Linked DNA regions of Mus musculus: region 2 is linked to region 1. A link is a contact called in public Hi-C data. All regions are on one chromosome and are shown on one strand. Each heading gives the region's core, a stretch centred on a gene start, on an enhancer-like site or on the middle of the called end of the contact. The rest is flanking DNA. Distances are from core to core; before and after follow the strand shown.

Region 1 (3,467 bases), core at 579-3,078:
GAGCCATTTCTCCATCCCCTTTCGTGTGCTATTTTTTTTACAAAGGAAACACAAACTATTATTAACTACCTAATCAACCCAACCAAACAAAGCTGCCAAGAAGGGAACAGCTCAGGGTCCTGAGACTCCAGGTAACTATGGTCTCACTCTGCTGCCTGTGTGTCTGGGGCCACAACCCTGGCAGATTAGCAGGCACTGGTTGGCTTCCAGGCTCTGCTGTGATGAGACCTGCTAAATATTACCAGGAATACAAACAAAACAAAACAAAACAAAACAAAACAAAACAAAAACAAAAAACTGCAGGCTGCCTCTTAGAACAGGCAGCTGATGTGTGTCTGTATTCATGTGCTGGGACATCCCACAGCAAAATTGGTATAACTGTAGATCTAATCCCATGGACAAGGGAAAGTGTAAGAACAAAGATTTTCCTAGATGTGAAGACAATAAATTCAGCCCATGGTCCTTTGAAATAGTAGATAGGATGCAATTGGGGCACTAGAAGCCAATAAATTCTCCTTAATCTCTCTCTGTCTCTCTGTCTCTGTGTCTGTCTGTCTGTCTCTGTCTTTCTCTCATACACATGCACACACAGAGAGAGAGAGAGAGACAGACAGACAGACAGACAGACACAGACACATTTGCAAACACTAAATAGTAAACTTGAAACATGGAGTCAACCTGCTATTAAGTGTCAATAATGTATCTAGTAAAGTCTATCTAAAATGACAGGAGCACCCCCTCTGCCTGGTCTCTCTCACAGTATAGCTCTCATGCCTATGGAGAGTAGGTTTCACTGTGCATTCTCCAAAGGCAACATGCAACACCCACAGAGTCAACTTATTCCTTTTAAGGAAACAAGCTTGCCAGAAGTTGTGTGAACCCTGGCATTGCTTCTGTTCCCATTACCTTCTTTCTTGGTCTCCTGTCCTCTGAACATTGCCAGACACTTAGCCGTTCTGTGGACTCTCTCAGTCTTCTGAATGTATCTATTAAACCAATAACTGTTCTTACTCTAAATCTTCTGACTGACATGGCACAACTTCGGACATCTGCATTCCTCAAAATAAGACTAAGCTGCCCTGGTGCATTCATTTGTAGAGCATTTAACAATGGGTTGAATCCATTCAAAGTAGTTCTGCAGCTTTTACAGGCACTAGTGTATTTCATCTTCACAAAGAGCACCTCACCCATGAGTCTTTTATAGCCACCACAGACACTTGTATAGATCTTTCATAACAGCTTAGAGGTTAGGGGTCTATTTGAAAATCTCCAATAAAACCCCATGAATCCCAAGGTCAGGAGCCCCAACTTTATACATATCATTTGGAAGCAGAACCTCCCTTTCGGTCCCGTCCCCACTCCCCCGTGATTACCTAGGTGGACAAGCTGGCCGTTACCACCTGGTAGGGATGCAGCTCTGGAAAGGAGTGCCATGTCACAGAAGTCTGACAGCCATGTGTCCCTTCCCCACCCCCACCCCCTGTCCTGTCCCAGCCACAGACTCGGGGAAGCAGCCAGTCATTTACCACTACCATTTCTGCATTCTTACTCTCCACTCAGCACCCAAACACTCACTCTAAAGTCGGGATCATTTTAAAGATAGAAAAGAAGAACACACCTCTTCACATGCATTCTTTTAATAGCATGAAAGTCATGGCTGAGAGGTAAGCACGCTGTATCTGCTCAGCATCCCTTTTACTTTCATAGTGTGGGTGATGGGCACACCATTAGTGGGACAAAATCTCTTTGGGAAGCAAATGAGGAAGGAGCCCAGCTCATTAAAGAAATGCAACAATGTTACATCAATGCAACATCTGAGAACTTCCTCCTGTCGTGGCGCAATAGCTCCCCTAGGTCCATATCTTCAAGAACTTGTGATTAGTCCTTCAAGCGCAAAGCGCTGAGCCAGTCTCCACGTTTCTCAGGAGGAGTTCACACAGAAGACCATGCTCATGTCCTTTTTGTAGCCTCCTGTGTTTGGATTGATGGGCAAGCTGAGATATGACAGGCATTCGCTCAGCTCCAGAACTCTAGGATATCAACAAGGTAACAGCCCAGTAGAGTTGCCAATGTATTCACTACATTCAGCTTTCCCCAAGCAACTTCACATCCATTGTATTCAACCCAGACTAAACTATCTGGTTTACTAACCAGAGAGTGAAAACCACAAGTGACTCGTCCAGAATCATACAGACAATCTTGTGGCCAGACTTCTGGTTTCTCAGTCCATTGTCTGCCCTTCCCAGCAGGGCACTGTACAGTGCTTCTAGCTTGCTGTCCCTATTTTGAGGAACATTCTCCATCTTCTCTCAGGCTGCTTGTCAGCTAGCAATGCTATGTAACTAGACCTTCATATTTTAAAAAAGGAAAGAAACACACTTCTTTGAAAAAACATGAAAAATTCTTCTTTGACAAGTACATGAAGATTAAAAAAATAAATGTGGCATCCCTCTGTATTGCTGCTTTTGTGGATGTCTTTTCCAGATGAAAAGGCCCTGCTGGGGAATAGTTCACTGACCTCTCATTTCTATGTACACATAATACTCCTTACTAATAGCAGGACCTTCGCACTGGGAAATTATTTGCTAAATATTTCCCACTGGCTCACAGCTTGGCCTGTCAATTTCCGCCAGATGTGAGACATCTGGGCTGGTGCAACGAAACAGGACAAATTCAAAGAGATGTATCCCAGATGTAGGAGAGGACAGCTGTCCTCAGGAGTCTGTCACAGGGCCAGCTCAGAGTGTTCAAATTTCCCATGACCCTGCTTCACCTGCATCTCACCATAGCTTGTAGATGACTGAAAAGCACTCACGAGGTTGACCAGATAGCCACATGAAACATTAAGCTGACAGCCACAGAGAAGCGGTGATACTCCATGCTTCGTGATCATATGATGGTGCTCAAGACCCTGTGTCAGGGAGTAGTGTGGAGCCCACTGTCAGGTGAAGGACTTCAAAGAAAGGTTGCCATCTGAGGATGGAGCTCATTCTTCTCTTGTCCGGGTGGCATTCAGGCACACTGATCTGATGTGCCCTTGGCTTTGTAAAAACCAGTGGAGATCCTACTCATACCGTTTCTGTCTTAGGAAGGGTCACTGGCCCCAAATGTTTGCTTGGGGAGGTGACTGGAAGAAAAGCTTGTTCCGTACCAGGTTTAGAAATATCTGGGAAAATGCTTTGTAGTCGTGCAAATTTCTGTAAAAAGGGAAAAGAAAAGATGTTGAGAAACTAGTCATTGGGAAAACTTGGCGGTTGTCATCTCTCCCCCTGAGAGCTGGCTGGACACTTCACTGTGGAAGTTCTTGCTATACTCACCACCCCTCATTCTTTATAAGCTATATGTGCCACCTCCCTGATATTTCCAAATCTCATCAGGACACTCACTGATTCCAGACTTCAGTGATCTGTATCTCCTACTGTCACAGAACAGTGTGGAAAGTCAGTGCCTATGGAAGGAGACATCTG
Region 2 (3,413 bases), core at 322-2,821, 870 kb before region 1:
GGTCTTGGTGGTCAAGCTCCCGGCGTGTGATTTTGCACACTGAGCTGCCTCCCTGGCTTCTAGTTCTTTCTCCTCCTCCTCCTCCTCCTCCTCCTCCTCCTCCTCCTCCTCCTCCTCCTCCTCCTCCTCCTCCTCCTCCTCCTCTTCTTCTTCTTCTTCTTCTTCTTCTTCTTCTTCTTCGTCTCCTCCCTCCCCCTCCCCCCCCCCCCATCTTGTGACTACAGACCTGAGGAATGCAACTTAAGGAAAGAAGGATGTATTTCAGCTCAGTCCCCACAATGACACAAAATGTAGGCAGGGAGAGCTAACTTGAATGAGGTGTGAGAAGGCTAGTTACATTGTGTTCACAGGAAAGAGAGAAGGAAAGGGGAGGGGGAGAGGGAGAAGTAGAGAGTGGAGAGAATCAGAGAGAGACAGAGACAGTCACAGAAAGGGACATAGAGGGAGACAGAGTAAGAGAGAGACAGAGAGAGTGAGAGACAGAGAGAGAGAGAGAGCAAGCACCTACTGGCTTCCTGCTTCTTTCTTTCTTATTCAGCCTGGAGCACTGAAAAATGCTAATGCCATGGACATTCAAAGTGACTCTTCTCTCTTTAGTTAAACATCTCTGGAAAGACACGTCTGAGGTGTTTTCTAGACGATTCTAAGTATCACCAAGCTGACAATAAAGACAACGTACTTTCTTTCAAAGTTTAAACTCACACACTGTGTGTGTTCGCTCCTGCTCGTGTGAGTGAGTGCAGGAGAGCATGCTCACAGCCATGTCGCGAAGATCAGAGGACATCCTGGAGCCAGTTCTCTCCTTCTGCTATGTGAGTCCCAGGGGTAGAATTCAGTTCCTCATTCTTGGCGGCAAGCACGTCTACCTGATGAGCCATGGAGGTGTAAGGAGAGAGCTAAGGGAACATTTGAGCAAGGAAGAGAAGAGGCAGCAGTCAAATCCGGGTGTGGTGGTTCACCTGTCATCTCAGCACGCAGAGGCTAAGGCAGGAGGAACCCCGTGAGTTCAGGGTCAGGGTAAGATACACGGTGAGCTCAGGTCAACCTGGGCTACAGCGTGAAGCTCGTTTCTAAACAAAACCGTGAAAAAGCACAAAAGAGAAGCCGAAGGAGGAGCAAAGAGAAAAGGAGCCAGTGCCACAGACCCAGCCAACGAGCCTGCGGGAGCCGTGATGCCAAGGAGCAAGTGATACCCAAAGCAGCGGCAGGTGACAACGCAGACATTCTGGAGAACAGAAGGGCACTTGGGGCAGAGAGCCAAAGCCACATAGGGTTGACTTTTTTTTTTTTTTTAAAGGATTAGGGATGAATCATCACCTTCATAAGCATAAATTGCCATATGCTAGCTATCAGTCGAGTGGAAAGCAGACAGCAAGTCGCCGAACTGGTCCTTCAGCCTCTGTCCTGCTGCTGGGCTGTGGGAGAGCTCAGATTCCCTCAGAGAAGATCTCATGCTCGTGGGTGTCTCTGGTGGCATGGTCCTCACCCACTCCTTCCTTTGGAGCGAGACGAAACCCATATAAACCTCATAGAAACTCAACCCCCCGTAAAGCCTCCGGACAGTGCTGAGGTTAGCAGAGGGGGAAGTTAGCCGAGCCACTAATGACAGATTCCGCCGCGAAAGCTCTGTAAACACTCTGTAATTAATTACAGAGAAAAGGGGGGTCGGGATACTTTTTTTTTTTTTTTTTTTTAGGTCACAGACTCCTTTGAAAATCTAATGGAAGCAACAGACCCCTCTACCCAGGAAGAAAGCATGTGTGTATATACATGCCAGGTTTTATTGATGTCTGGATGATCGTGAAAATCTTGAGATCAGGGCCAAGAGGGTCCACAGACACCTAGGTGAGAAGCCCTGACGGACACACGTTGACATCTGTAATCCTGTTTATTCAAACTCTCTCGGAGAGATGTCTGCTGCCAAGATCAGACAGAGAGGTATGACCAAAGTGTGGAGGAGAATGGAGAGGGCCTCATATGAGCTACAAAACAGCAGTGGAGTTCAACTCAGACCTGGAAGGTCAGTTTTCATCTGTTTGTTCTCCTGGGAATTTGAAACCTGTTATTAGAAAAATAACCTATTGATTGCTGGTGCTAAGGTTTGAACTCAGGGCCCCAGGCTTGCCAAGAACACAATCTCTCTCTAATAAATTCTTTGCTGGATATATATATATATATATATATATATATATATATATATATATATGTGTGTGTGTGTGTGTGTGTGTGTGTGTGTGTGTGTATATAAAACATTGTTTGTTTGTTTGTTTGTTTGTTTATTTATTTATTTATTCAGTTTTGGTTTTTTTGAGACAGGGTTTCTTTGTGTGTGACCAAGCTGGCCTCAGATTCATAGAGATACGGATACTTCTGCCTCCAAAGGGTTGGTACTGAAGGTGTCCGCCTCCATGGCTGGTTTAGAGTTGTTTAAAAGTTATTTTTTAAAAAAATCTTGTTTTGTGTGTATGGGTGCTTTGTCTGCATGTCTGTCTGTGCACCACATGAGTGCCTGGTGCTTGAGCAAGCCAGAAGAGGTTGTTGCATCCCCTGGACCTGGAGCTAGAGATGTTTGTTAGCTAAGGTGTGGGTGCTGGGAGCCTTTAACCAATAAACTCTCTCTCCAGCTCCCATGGAATGGAGTTTTAAAATTTCTCTCCATTAAAATGTTAGTTTAAAAGGCAATTTCTAGAGCAGCTTCTGGTGAGGTTTATGGGAAAATTATGATAATCTTACAGCTTTCTGTCATCCCTCCCCCATTTTCTTTTTATTCAACACCTTGCATTATTGCAAGAAATTGTGACTATGCTTCTAGTTTACTTTAGGATGTTATTTTTCTGAGTTTTTGCAAAACTACCCCACATACTAAACTGCAGTTTTATACAGAAGAATTTCATTGCCTTAAAAAAAAAAAAAAAAAAAAAAAAACTAGTCTCATGCCAGGTGTGGTGGCGCATGCCTTTAATCCCAGCACTACTTGAGAGGCAGAGGCAGAGGCAGGTAGATTTCTGAGTTCGAGGCCAGCCTGGTCTACAAAGTGAGTTCCAGGACAGCCAGGGCTACACAGAGAAACCCTGTCTGGAAAAACCACACACACACACACACACACACACACACACACACACACACACACAATCTAGTCTCAGCCAGGCAGTGGTGGCTCAGCCTTTAATCCCAGCATTTGGGAGGCAGAGGCAGGCAGATTTCTGAGTTCGAGGCCAGCCTGGTCTACTGAGTGAGCTTCAGGACAGCCAGGGCTACAAAGAGAAACCCTGTCTTGAAAAACCAAAAACCAAATCAAACCAAACCAAAACACCTAGTCATCCATCTTTCTTGAGCCCCCGACCCCCCCCCCCCATGTTTTGATATCTACACTCCACCCATTGTAGCACTCTACACTATCATCACCCCCAAAC

What was found. A called contact is a pair of places that touch in the nucleus more often than the background predicts.
Region 2: a Hi-C map of bone marrow-derived macrophages shows a contact between it and region 1, with 9 read pairs. The contact joins two enhancer-like sites. A contact is called at or near these places in 4 of 39 promoter capture datasets (hippocampal neurons, liver and pre-B cells), 1 of 484 Hi-C or Micro-C datasets (bone marrow-derived macrophages), 1 of 115 datasets of contacts at active chromatin or transcription factors (embryonic basal ganglia) and 1 of 9 other capture datasets (embryonic stem cells).

Annotation. Positions count from the first base shown.
Region 1 is chr13:43,801,287-43,804,753 of GRCm38.p6, reverse strand. Cd83 (CD83 antigen) reads right to left here. Exons shown (of 5, transcript NM_009856.3): 5 at 1,621-3,197. The coding sequence ends at 3,069. Among named protein-coding and RNA genes, the nearest start is that of Cd83, 18 kb to the right of the region's middle. Within about 2 kb of position 1,828, at least 7 of the 459 cell types and tissues checked have an H3K27ac peak or open chromatin away from gene starts, as enhancers often do. A contact at or near this core is called in bone marrow-derived macrophages, where this site is marked.
Region 2 is chr13:44,671,634-44,675,046 of GRCm38.p6, reverse strand. No RefSeq gene overlaps it. Among named protein-coding and RNA genes, the nearest start is that of Gm40931, 36 kb to the right of the region's middle. Within about 2 kb of position 1,571, at least 76 of the 459 cell types and tissues checked have an H3K27ac peak or open chromatin away from gene starts, as enhancers often do. A contact at or near this core is called in bone marrow-derived macrophages, where this site is marked.